Regions from separate parts of the Nomascus leucogenys genome. Here region 2 is linked to region 1. Evidence: chromatin contacts called from public Hi-C data. All regions are on one chromosome and are shown on one strand. Each heading gives the region's core, a stretch centred on a gene start, on an enhancer-like site or on the middle of the called end of the contact. The rest is flanking DNA. Distances are from core to core; before and after follow the strand shown.

Region 1 (6,231 bases), core at 3,600-6,099:
TTGCCTAAAATTATATAGGACTAGGATTTGAACCCAGACAGCCTGGCCTCAGCCCAAATTCTTGCCCTAACTAATCCTGAGTCATATCCCTGGCTCTCTGCTTCCTTAGCAGAGAGCCCTCGCTCCTCCCGCTCATTCCCAGCAGGAGGGTAAAGGCTTAATCACCAGAGCCCTGGGTGTGCAGGCAGGAGGGTAGCCCATTGGGTACCTAGCTCGAGGTGGAGAACAGGCCCATTCCCAGCCAGGGCGGCATCAGGGGTGGCAGGAGGTGCCGGCGGGCTGTTGTGGAACTCCCAGCGCTTCATCTGCAGCTGCTGCAGCCAGTACAGCATCGCTTGCTTGGTGGCGGCCTGAGAAGCACAAGGATTAGTTGGCAAGGCCCTGTGCCTGCAGGGTGGCACTGGGTGCAGGAAGAGGGGAAGGTCGTGGGAGGCTTAGCAATGCTCTCTTTCCCAGGAAAAAAAAAGGATCACTGTAGGTATGTATGCTTCCTGGCCATAGAAGATCATCAGGCTCTGGTCTCCCACTCAGAGGTTCCTTAGCTGCTCTGGGCCTCAGTTTCCTCATCTGTACTCTGGTGACAATAAGACTCATTGCATAGGACAATGATGAGGATGAAATGAGACAAGGGTATCACACAGTATCTGACACACAGTAGGTGCTCAAAATGTGCTCATTGGATAGAGGAATTTGGAGGTGCTGTGAGAGGGAGAGGTGCACTGAATTCTGATATGCGTGGGGTCCTGGTACCATCACTATCTCTGTGTGACATCTCCAAGTCTTTGCTGCCTTTTGTGGAATAGAAGTAATCCTTCTTGCCTTGGGGATGCACTGGAATCATGGATATGAATGGGGACCGGAAAGCCACATGCACATTGTGACAACATGGTGGCACCTTCCAGGTGCTCTGGCCCTCCAAACAAGTTCATGGTAAATGCTGGTCATTAGTCTCCCAGCACTGGCTGGCAGTTGGTCCAAACATCCACTTTGACATCCAATAACTCCTGGATTCTTCAGGAGGGAGGCAAGGCAGGAGTGGGCAGCCCTTTCTACAGATGGAGAAACTAAACCTCTGAAGTCACCCAGGCATGTGGTGGTAGAGCTGGTCCCAGAACCCTGGTCTATAAGTTGGATTTTATGGCCAGGAGATTAGTGGCTTCATAAAGAAGGCCTGAGATCAGCTGAGGTGGACTGCAGAAGATGAACAGCTCACTGGGCATGGATGGGGATTCTCACAGAGCTGCCTGCAATCAAGGCCGCATGAGAACAGCAGCAGGCTACATGGCAACAGAGGCAGACTCCCTGTCTCAGGGGTTCACTGGTGTGCACTATGCCAGGGGGAGTCTGTGAAAGAGACCCTCAGGCTGTCACACAGGTATCAATAAGATAAATGATGCCCACCAGTGTTCTCTTTCCATACACTCTCCCAGAGAGACCGCAGCACCTCCCAGGTCTTCCTCGTGACCTTAATGCTGATGAGCTCTAGCCAAACCCAAATACCCCATTTTATTAATTCATTTGACAAGGGTATACTGAGCATTGACATATGTGTCAGAGATAGTGCTAGGCACTGAATACAGGGGTGAGCCAACACACATGGTCCCTGTCCCCTTGGAACTTGAGAGTCTCCTGCAGGGGACATGTACCTGGATGTTCCATGGGCTCCTCATCCTGAGTTCCCTCCTGTCAGTGACTGACCCAACCAGGCAGTCAGCCAGTTACTCCAGCCACTCCTGACATCTCCCTCATTCTACTTCCCTACTATCCCGAGACACCTCCATTGTCCCCTTCCCCACAGCCACAGCTCTAGTTCAGCTGTCACTCTCTCCTGATCACCTTCTGATGTGCTCCCTGAGTACCAGCCTTGCCCTTCCCCTAGTTTCTTCTCTATCCAATAGTCAGACTGGGCTTTTGCTACTTGGCCTAATTTGCCAATTCCCCACCCTCGGGCCTCTGCTCTTCAACTCCATCCTTTGGGCCTCTCTGTTTTTCTGGCTCATGTGATTTGCCTGGACACTCAGGGCTGTATCATGGTTTCCTACTTTTGCTCACGGTGCCCTCTTAATCTGGAATACCTTTCTCCCTCTTGTCTGCTTGCCACCTATTTCTTCTTTCAAGCCTTGGGTGTGTCCCTCCTCCATATGCCTTTCTGGCTAGCCCCTTCCACTTGGTGGAACTGACTCCTCCTGTCACCACACCTTCTTGCACAGACTTATCACAGTGTCTCTACAGAACATTTTAGGGTGCATGCAGGTTCTCCGTCAGTATCTCCCACCAGACTTTAAGCTGTCTGAGAACCAGGGGCGGGGGTGCATTAGCTCCACACCCCAGAGCCAAGCGCACAGCCAGGAACAATGGAATACTATTGTAAAGACCATGTGTTGAAGACCCTGCATACAGCAGTCAACCTGTGGAAGAGACACATAGACCGAGGAACCACATGACCTCGAAAATGCCTTCGCTGGCCAGGGATTCCTGAGTTTCATTATTTTAACCAAGTCCCCCAGCTTGGTCACCCGCCAACTCCAGTCAGTAAAGGAGAACTGAACACGTGGGCATCCACAGATACCCACTTAGCTGAAGGTTGGGTTGGAGGGGTGGAAAGATGGGGATGGGGTGGGGAAGGCTATCTCCTGGCACATTCTTCTCTGAGGCCCATAGAACACTTAGCCCAGATCTGTCTTTCCAATTAAGTTATAGGACACCTCCTCTTGACATTAGCACCCTGACCTTGGTTCCATCACCTTGTGTGTGCATGTGTGCTTATGCAACAAAAAATTATTAAGTACCCCACTAGGTACCAGGCTGTATTCTAGGTGATGAAATTAATTCAACAATTTGTACATGCCTGTGATGTGTCAAATGCTTACAAACCACCTAGGTTCTGAAAGGTTAAGTAACTTGTCCAGGGTCATACAGCTAATAAGTAGCAAATGTACAATTTGCATCCAAGCCCGTCTGATTTCAAAGAATGTAGCCTTTCTACTGCTTTAGGCTTTCTCAGTTAAACACGATGACAAAACAAAACCTACCCCTTGCTGCTGATAGGAAAACAGGTTTAGGCAAGCCTAGATGAACAATCTAGGCTGATCAGTGAAACCTAAGTGTTTATTTTCCTAATCCCTGCCAGTCTCTTCTCAGCATTCACTGACCTCGGCCAAAACATCAAGAAACGGGAATCAGAATCCTGGCCTTGAGAGAGGATTTCAAAGACCATATTTTGACTTACTTAGGTCCCAGGTGAGAAAGTTAAGGTAACTGCACTGTCAGGCACACCCAAAAGTAAAAGTTTTTATTCAGCACTGAGAGGTAGAAAGACTATGGGATTCCGAGCTACCCTACTCTCTAGACGCATGGATCTCGGGCCAGTCCTTTCATCTCCCTCTAAGTTTCTTGATCCGTAAAATGGGTCTGTCTTCCCTGCCTTTTGGGAACCCAATGAGGAAATGGGTGGGAATGCACTTTGCAAAGCACAAAGTTCTTGGAACACGTCGGTGACGACAGTTCCAGTCAATTTACTGTGTCCACCTCACACTCGCGCCCAGCCTTGCCCTGCGAAAAGGGGACCTCACGCCGCTGGAAAGGAGAAAGTCGTTCCAGGAATTTACCTTCAGGGTAATAACCCGGCTGGGAGTCTTGATTTCGAAGATCCCCTCCTCAGCGTCCGCCTTGCAGTCAAACACTGCACTGGAGAGGTCGATGCTGTCCAAGGGATTAGCATCCTGCGCGGTCCGCGAGTAATACAGCTGACATTTCCTTTCGTCGTAGAAGAACCAGCGGGATTTCCAGCCCCGGATGGGCCCTTTGCCGCCGAACTTACTTAAATACCCACAGAGTTTCTTGGGGACCGCCTCCAGGGACCGGGCGCAGTCCCCCGATTCTTCCTCCGGAGGCGGCACCTGTGGATCCCTGGCAGACTCTTCGGACCCAGGGGCAGAGGAGCTGGACTCCGGGGCGTTCTCCCCGGCGCCCTCCATCGCTGCCAGCCGGAGATCGCGGAGGGACGAGGGGTCCCCGGGACCACCACGGACAAATCTCGGAGACTCGGCGGGCAGCTTCCCAAAGGGAGACACCTGGGCGAGGGCGGGGCCGACGGCGGACCCGCCCCCAGGAAGCCACAGGGTCGGGACTGGGCGCGGTGCGCGCGCCTCAAAGACCGCAAACCCGGGTTACAGCGGCTGGCCACGCCCCTCCACCGCCGGGCCACGCCCCCGCAGCGCTCAGTCGGCTCCCCGCAAGACCCGGCTGTTTCCGGCTTTTTCTCCGCGCCAGTCAGCCATCTTTACTGAGGGCAGCCGTGCTCCCTGGCTTCAGGTTAAAGGCGTGGTGGCACTGAGTTAGGTTAACCGCGGGCAGAGAAGCCTGTCCCTGGCTACACTTCCCTGGTAGTTCGCATAGTCACCTAGAAAGATGGTGCTTTATTGCACCCGATGGGCTGCTTGTTCCCTCCCTGTGCCGCGCGGGGCACCGTCGGACGGCGCATCTCACGGCCATTGGCTGAAAGGAACACCGCTGGGAGGCCCTTCTTCCGGCGTCGCCCGGACAGCGCGGCTCCGGAGCTGCCTGCCACTCTTCTCCCTGGTGTCCCTTCAGCCCCGTCAATGACGCCGCGGACGGCCTTCTTATCCCTCGCCTGACCGCGGTGGCCTCCCCAGCTCTCTGTCCTGGCTCCTGTTCGCCTCCTGACAGCGCTGGTTGTGTTGCTTGGGGCGCCCAGGCGCGGCCGCTGCGGAAACACAGTGCCACTCCTGGGGCGTAGTTGGGTGCAGAACATTTGTTTATTTTTATTTTGTTATTGCTATTATTATTTTTAGAGACGGTCTGGCTCTGTCACCCAGGCTGGAGTGCAGTGGCGCGATCAGAGCTCACTGCAGTCTCCGCCTCCCGGGCTCAAGCCATCCTCCCGCCTCAGTCTCCCGAGTAGCTGAGACCGCAACTGCGCGCCACCACACCCGGCTAATTTTTAAATTGTTTTTTGCAGAGAGGGGGGTCTTGAACTCCTGGCCTCAAGCGATTCTCCTGCCTTGGCCTCCTAAAGTGCTGGAATTACAGGCGAGAGCCACCGCGCCAGGCTGTTTTGTAAATAAAAGAATTTGGGGTTTGACTAATTTGCTCAACTTCTGCCTCATTTTACCTGTTTCCCCTTAAACTTCTCCCCTTCCCTCCTAAGGCGCGTTTCTCCATTAGGGCGGCGGAGCCCAATTCCGTTCAGCTTTCTTTAGGAGCTTCTTTCCGCATTTCTCTTGCTCTTTTTTTCAGCCCTTCCTCTTACTTCATCGTCTCCCCCTCAGCCATCGTTAACGAGACCCTCATGCACACTCAGTGACATTGACAAGAAGCAGGGTGGGGGTAAAGGCGAGGGCTCCGGAGTCTATTTGCATAATTTTCAGATTCCCACTCTGCAATACTGAGTGATTTACTCAACCTAAAAATGGAGATAACACTTCTTCCCACCCACCCACGACCCGCCACCAGACAACTTTACGGTGAAGCTAATGAAATTTATGTTTACTTGCATGGATTGCTGGGATTTGCAGTCTAACAGGTGGGAAGTTGCAACCAGGGAGCATTTCTCCTAAATGCCAGAGAGCTCTTCATTTGTTATAATTTACAATTTATTTTCTCATTCTAAATAACCATCATCATACCTAATTTTGTGTTCATAATTTTGTAATTTTTTTAAAATCAGAAGGCCCTTAATGCTGTTTAATTCCAATCCCCACAAAACCTGGATCTACACCTGTCTACCCTTAGAGTTGTTTTGATAATTAAATAAAATAATATGTGTGAAGCTCTTAGTACAGAATGTGGGACAAAATATTTCTTTTCTTTTCGAGACAGAGATTCGCTCTTGTTGGGCAGGCTGGAGTACAATGGCGCGATCTCGGCTCACCGTAACCTCCGCCTCCCGGATTCAAGCGATTCTCCTGCCACCGCACCCAGCCAGTTTCTTTTCTATTTTTTAAATTTTATTTTTTTGATACAGAGTCTCGCTCTGTCGCCCGAGCTGGAGTGCAGTGGCATGCTTTCCAATCCCCATTCTGCCTCAGCCTCCCGAGTAGCTGGGATTACATACAGGCGTCACCATACCCAGCTAATTTTTGTATTTTTAGTAGAGACGGGGTTTCACCATGTTGGCTAGGATGGTCTGGATCTCCTGACCTTGTGATCCACCCGCCTTGGCCTCCCAAAGTGCTGGGGTTACAGGCATGAGCCACAGTGCCTGGCCCC
Region 2 (7,089 bases), core at 4,500-6,999, 140 kb before region 1:
TCCCAAAGCGCTAGGATTACAGGTATGAGTCACTGTGCCTGGCCTAAAAATAAAACTTGTTTTTCTCCTTTGAATAAAAATGTAATGTATTAATAAGAGATGGTAAAAGATGTATTTACTTTTGCATAAATGGCAAAGAAAAGGTAACCAGGGAGAGTTTGTCCCATGCTGTCTTTATTAGGTCTCTTGATTGAGAACTGAATCTCCTCTATCAGAGTGGTTTTTGCTTTTTGAAATCTTTGAATTATCATTTTGGCTAAATTAATTACCATTATTTTGTAGTGACCTGTGATTCTATTTTGATCATGTGTTTTAAACCTTTCTTATTTTTATGTCAAGTGTTTTAAACCTTTAATATTTGAGATACTTCTCAAAATTAAATTTCAAATTCAAAAATTAAGTCTTTTTGACCCAAGCTAACTTGGGCATAACCAGGACCCCTGGAAGTCCAAAAGAGACACATTAGGCTTATTTGGGATGTCAAAGTCATATGGGAAATATTGTCAAATAAGAAATGATGTTTAACCTTCTTTGAGTTATGTTTATAAAAGTGTATTATTAATGTGTTCCAAAATTGTATGACATTCCTGAAAGTCTGATATGTCTTGGTATATGTTATCAGTATATCATTATCATAATTATTATGATAAACTGTTGTATGCCATACAAATAACCAAATAGCCTGGTCAATTTCATCTTTGACCGTGGCTATTCTAAGCCTTTTATCATCCACAGACAATTTTTTTTTTTTTTTTGAGACAGAGTCTCATTCTGTCGCCCAGGCTGGAGTGCAGTGGCGTGATCTCGGCTCACTGCAAGCTCCACCTCCCAGGTTCAGGCCATTCTTCTTCCTCAGCCTCCCGAGTAGCTGGGACTACAGGTGCCCGCCACCATGCCCGGCTAATTTTTTTTGTATTTTTAGTAGAGACAGGGTTTCACTGTGGTCTCGATCTCCTGACCTCGTGATCCGCCTGCTTAAGCCTCCCAAAGTGCTGGGATTACTGGCGTGAGCCACCGCGCCCGGCCGACAACTTTTATTTTACTTTGATTCTTTAAAAAAAAAGTCGTTTATAATCAGCTACAAAATTTGCTTCTTCTTTAAAGAAATTTTTGGATAAAACCCTGACAAATACTCCTGAATACAGGTTTCTGGTAACTTCAGATATCATACCATTGGATTAAGAGCTTCCAGAACTCTAATAAAAACCTGAGGCATTCATGCAGACTGCTAACCCAACATCAAGCAGAGCAAGAATTATTTACATGGGACTAAACTGATAGAGGATAAAAGTGATTTTTATGATTTTAAAAATTTGAAACATTGCTGATTCTTTTTATATTGTTTTTCAGTCAAGAAAATTTTTTCTTTTGTCACAGCAACTGGATAAAGTATACTTTTGTGAGCAAAATTGAAACATTTGTCTTTCTCTCTACCTGATTTCTCCAAAGTTTGCAAACTATTTGTATTTATTTTATTTTTTATTTTCATTTTTAAAATTAATTAATTTTTTTTTTTTTAGACAGAGTCTTGCTCTGTCACTCAGGCTGGAGTGCAGTGGCACGATCTCGGCTCACTGCAACCTCCGCCTCCCAGGTTCAAGCGATTCTCCTGCCTCAGCCTCCCAAGTAGCTGGGACTACAGGTACATACCACCACGCTTGGCTAATTTTTCTTTTTTTCTTTTTGAGGCGGAGTCTTGCTCTGTTGCCCAGGCTGGAGTGCAGTGGAGCAATCTTGGCTCACTGCAACCTCTGCCTCCTGGGGTTCAAGCAATTCTCCTGCCTCAGCCTCCTGAGTAGCTGGGATTACAGGTGCCCACCACCATGCCCAGCTAATTTTTGTATTCTTAGTAGAGATAGGTTTCACTATGTTGGTCATATTGGTCTCGAACTCCTGACGTCGTGATCCACCCACTTTGGCTTCCCAAAGTGCTGGGGTTACAGGCATGAGCCACTGCGCCCAGCATAATTTTTGTATTTTTAGTAAAGACAGGGTTTCCCCATGTTGGCCAGGCTGATCTCCAACTCCTGACCTCAACTGATCCGCCCACCACAGCCTCCCAAAGTGCTGGGATTACAGGCATGAGCCACCACACCTGGCTATTTGTGAGTATTCTCATTTTATGACAACACAGTTATTTGCATAAGTTCAATAAGAATATGTTTTCTTTCGTAACAGACCACATTGGAGACACTGGTAATTTTACCAAGGCTTTGACTGAAATGATATATCTTCATATATGACCAGACTGCTTTCAGGAACTGAAATCAAGTTTACAGAGCCCATAAAAAGACCCTTAGGGGCCAGGCTTGGTGGCTCAGGCTTGTAATCCCAGCACTTTGGGAGGCTGAGGTAGGTGGATCACTTGAGTCCAGGAGTTTGAAACCAGCCTGGGCAACATAGTGAGACCCCGCCTCTATTAAAAATGTTAACAAGAATAAAATAAAATACAATAAAAGGGGGCCCAGCACTTTGGGACACTGAGGTGGGCAGTTCACTTGAGGTCGGGGTGTTCAAGACCACCCTGGCCAACATGGTGAAGCCACATCTCTACCAACAAATACAAAAATTAGCCAGGAGTGGTGGTGCACACCTGTAGTTCCAGCTACTCAGGAAGCTGGAATGGGAGAATCACTTGAACCTGGGAGGCGAAGGCTGCAATGAGCCAAAATTGCACTACTGCACTCCAGCCTGGGCAAGAGTGAGACCCTGTCAAAAAAAAAAAAAAAAAAAAGACCCTTGGAAAGACTGGACTGGCTTGGTCCTTGTCTACACAGTTCCCTTACAAGGTTCCCAACCTTGTGGTAAGTAAAGAATGTCACTTTCTGACAGGTCTAGGAACCTCAATATATTTTGGGACCTTGAGAGGAGAAGAATTCACCCAATGTGTATGGGTATCACAGGCATAGTCTGATGGTGAATCCTTGGTTTGGCTTTTTGGCTGTGAGGCTTTTAAAAGTCAAGTCCAGGCCAGGCGTGGTGTCTCACACCTGTAATCCCAGCAGTTTGGGAGGCTGAGGCAAGAGGATCACTTGAGCCCAAGAATTCTAGACCAGCCTGGACAATATGGTGAAACCCCGTCTCTACAAAAATAATACAAAAAAAAAAAAATTAGCCAGGTGTGGTGGTGCATGCCTATAGTCCCAGTTACTTGGGAGGCTGAGGTAGGAGGATCGCTTGAGCCTGGGAGATGGAGGTTGCAGTGAGCCAAGATCATGCCATTGCACTCTAGTCTGGGTGACAGAGTGAGACCCTGTGTCTCAAGAAAAAATAAGTCGAATCCAAAATTCCTTATGAAAGTCCCAATAATGCAAATTATCAGGCCAAGTATAATGCTAAAACTTACTTTGCAAGTAAATTTGTCCTATCAAGACTCATTTTTGGTAAAAACAGGGAACTAGAGAGAGAAAAATTATGTTTCAGAAGAAAATCTTAGCACACCTGTTATGCACACCTGTTATTCCTGTTATTAGATTCCAGCCCTGGCCATTGTTTTTGAGTTTTTATTTTCCTACAATTTGGACTAAATCCTGAATTATTTCCTGGCTACAACAAGGAATGTTGTAGAAAAAGTTTTAGAAGCCAATTCCTGGCTTTTAAAGAAGGCTTGGGATTTTCTTCATGATGTTTTTAGTTGACTCCCCAGTGGAATAGGTTTGGTGGTGTTCTGCCGTAGAGATTCTCTTTTTCATTTATTTATTTATTTATTTATTTATTTATTTATTTATTTATTTATTTAAGACAGAGTCTCACTCTGTCATCCAGGCTGGAGTGCAGTGGCGTGATCTCGGCTCATTGCAACCTCCATCTCCTGGGTTCAAGTGATTCTCATGCCTCAGCCTCCCGAGTAGCTGGGATTACAGATGTGTATCACCACACCTGGCTGATTTTCATATTTTTTAGTAGAGACGAGGTTTTACCATGTTGGCCAGGCTGGTCTCGAACTCCTGGCCTCATGTGATCCTCCTGCCTCAGCCTCCCAAAGTGCTGGGATTACAGGCATGAGCCACTGTGCCCAACTGCTTATGTCATGCTTACGTTTACCAAGAATGTAAATTTACATTCTTGGTAAACAATTTAGGAACTGTTTCTTCTTTTTTCCTTAAAAACTTATATGTAACTGCTGCTCATCAGAGTGGATAGTCACAGAAATTTGAATCTATGGTCCCAGTTGGCCATCCTCAAGCTTTAGGCTTGGATAGACTCTGTACTTAATCATATTTTGTGAATCTTATTACTTTAAGTTGACAGTAGGTAGCGGGTAGGGGGATGGACAAATGGATGGGTGAGGTTCTTGAGCCGGATCTGTGGAAAGCAGCCTTGTTAATTCTGAATAACAGTTTTTCAAGAAGCCATTATTATAATTACATCCATTTCATATGTTAAAAAAAGGAAGGGTCTGATGGCAGGGACAGGTCTTGAGTCCATGACTCCACTGGATTGTCCCCCATGATCCCCTTTTCACCTTTGAGTTCCAAGGTTGTCACAATGTGGTGGTCTGGAGTCATGCAGTACCAGAGAAAAGCTCACGATGGGGCTGAGTTCATTACAGAAGACTTCTTGGAGACAAGTGGTAGGATCAACATCTGTCAGACAGGAGGGCCTACCTCACCCAGGCTTCATGAAACCCAGAGAGAGAGAAGGATTTGAGAGGAGCTGCAGAACAAGTCAGCTGGGAAGCTGGAGCAGGACCCCAGAGCCCCTGGGCACTGTTAGGATTGTGCATAGGTGAGGATTCCATGGTGACAATGGCCCTGCTGGGGGCATCTGGCTAATGGAGTCCTGGGTTCAAGGCCTGCCCCTGCCTCCAGAGCCTTCCTCTTGTGGCCTATAAAATGGCTGTAATAATAATGGCTCACCCGGGGATGCCATGAGCAGGAATGGGAGTGTCTGTGTGGCCGGGGAGGGGAGAGGAGGTAGGTAGTGACAGCTGAGGCTGCTCCCAGGGCAGTCAGGCCGTCTTCAGCTCAAGGTTCACAGGCCCTTTCTGTGGACTGCAGATTGAGTAAACCTGAGATGTCTGTGTGGCTTTCTGAGCTACACAGGGCTGTTTATTAAGAGGGAGAGTTTGTACCTCTGTTAACTAAAAGGCAGACTGTCTTCCAGCCCAATGGCAGTGTAGTGGATCGGCCATGGTGGACACGGTCAAGGACATCTGGGTACCAGCCTGGGCTCCCAACCTCTCACTCCTAAACCCACCTTTTCTGCAGCTCAACTGATGGCTTTGGCTCGCCTTTGCCCTTCCTTGGGTCTCAGACTCCCGCTCTGAACTTTCGATCGACCGCTTAGACGCCCTCTGGGGCACCTTTGGTTTCCAGGTTGTAACCCGCCAACGGCCCCCTCCTCGGCCGTTATGCCTGGGCTGGCTCCCCCAACTGCCGCGCGGCGAACCCCGTCGCCATCGTCCCTACCTGCACGTGCACCGCTGCGTCCAGCGCCAGGCCCACCGGGTGGCCGCGGTGCGCGCCCAGCACCGGGCAAAGCGCGCACACGCAGCGGCGGCAGCGGCTACAGAAGAGCTCAGCCACGCGGTCGCCATGCTCCGGGCAGCGCCAGCCGCCTCCCTCGACAAGCTCCGACTCCCCAGGGGTCCGGCTCCTGGCCGCCGCGCCCGCCATTCATCTCCGCCACCTCCGGCTCCCCGGGGCGCCGGGCGGGGCCCCCGAGGGAAAACGAAACCTAGGCCGTGGGCGGGGCAGCTCCAGGCCGGCCGGCCGGCCGCTAGGTGGATGACGGCCCTCGGGAGCAGCGTCGGGCCTCGGAGCATCCTCTGACCAGCAGGGTGCTCCCTCTGCCCGCCCAGGCCGGGAGGTGGACCCAGCAGAAATAGGAGGCTCCTAATGAGCCAGCTGGGAGAGGGTGGGCTTCCTGCTTAATGACGCTGGTCCAATAACGCCCAGAAAACTGCAGCCCTGATGATGGGACCAAAGTTGGCTGTGACTTTCGGGGGTGCTCCTCTCACTTTACCTTGTTCCTCTCTTGCTCTTTTCCCGGGGAAGATAACCATTCCCACAACTGTAAGATACTTTGTCAACCTCAAATAAGGACACAGAGATTCTCCAATTGAGTTTATCTCTGACTGAGCAGAAGGATTGCAATTCGGGAATAAATGTGCCATGGCACCCAAGGGGTGGGGGCGCGGAGTACTCAGGGAGGCAAAGGAAAGCAGAGGCTTTTAAAGGCAAAACGAGAAGGATTGCATACCTTTTGGTGTTGTTTGTTTTCTTTTTTTTTTTTTTTTTTGGAGACGGAGTCTCGCTCTGTAGCCCAGGCTGCAGTGCAGTGGCGCGATCTTTGCTCACTGCAAGCGCCGCCTCCTGGGTTCACGCCACACTCCTGCCTCAGCCTCCTGAGTAGCTGGAACTACAGGCGCCCGCCACCATGCCCGGCTAATTTTTTGTATTTTTAGTAGAAAAGGGGTTTCACCGTGTTAGCCAGGATGGTCTCGATCTTCTGACCTCGTGATCTGCCCGCCTCGGCCTCCCAAAGTGCTGGGATTACAGGCGTGATCCAGCGTGCCCGGCCAGATCGTTTTAAAATAATAATACTTGGTTACAAGAATACAGGTGGCTTCAGTCCAAAAGTTGAACAGGCAGTTGCTGGGTAGATGTCCTCATATCATGGCTTTTGTGCAAGGTTGTGGTTCTTTGTGCAAGGTTGCAGTTTGGTGGAATCTCTTGCAATAATAGTTCCTGTTACCAGCCAAATCGTCGATGAGGGTCCCCCACTTCATGGTCTCCCAGCACCATTTAGTTTGTTTGAGACAGGGTCTGGCTCTGTTGCCCAGGCTGGAGTGCAATAGTGCGATCATAGCTCACTGCAGCCTCTAACTCTTGGGCTCAAGTGATCTTCCCACCTCATTCTCTGGAGTCGCTGGGACTACAGGAGCACCATTCAGTTTGGTTTTGACGTAAGTGACTCTTTTGGTACTGACAACTTTCACACACACACCGCCACCCCAAATTCCAATTGCCCCCCAGGCTCAAGTCTCGACTCCCACTTGTAAAGCCCTTAGCTCTTTCTTAAGATCCTTGGTCCCCGCCCTGCCTATGCTCCACACTGTGCTTTTTCAAGACTGGGGGACGTGCA

The links. A called contact is a pair of places that touch in the nucleus more often than the background predicts.
Region 2: a contact with region 1 is called in a Hi-C map of a lymphoblastoid cell line, with 3 times the contacts expected there. The contact joins the promoter of TRIM14 here to the promoter of TBC1D2 in region 1. A contact is called at or near these places in 2 of 4 Hi-C or Micro-C datasets (a lymphoblastoid cell line and an unstated tissue).

Annotation. Positions count from the first base shown.
Region 1 is chr1a:36,281,218-36,287,448 of Asia_NLE_v1, reverse strand. It overlaps TBC1D2 (TBC1 domain family member 2A), which reads right to left and starts at 4,849. Exons shown (of 12, transcript XM_004087009.3): 1 at 3,609-4,849.
Region 2 is chr1a:36,418,590-36,425,678 of Asia_NLE_v1, reverse strand. It overlaps TRIM14 (tripartite motif-containing protein 14), which reads right to left and starts at 5,749. Exons shown (of 6, transcript XM_030795620.1): 1 at 5,412-5,749. The coding sequence starts at 5,618.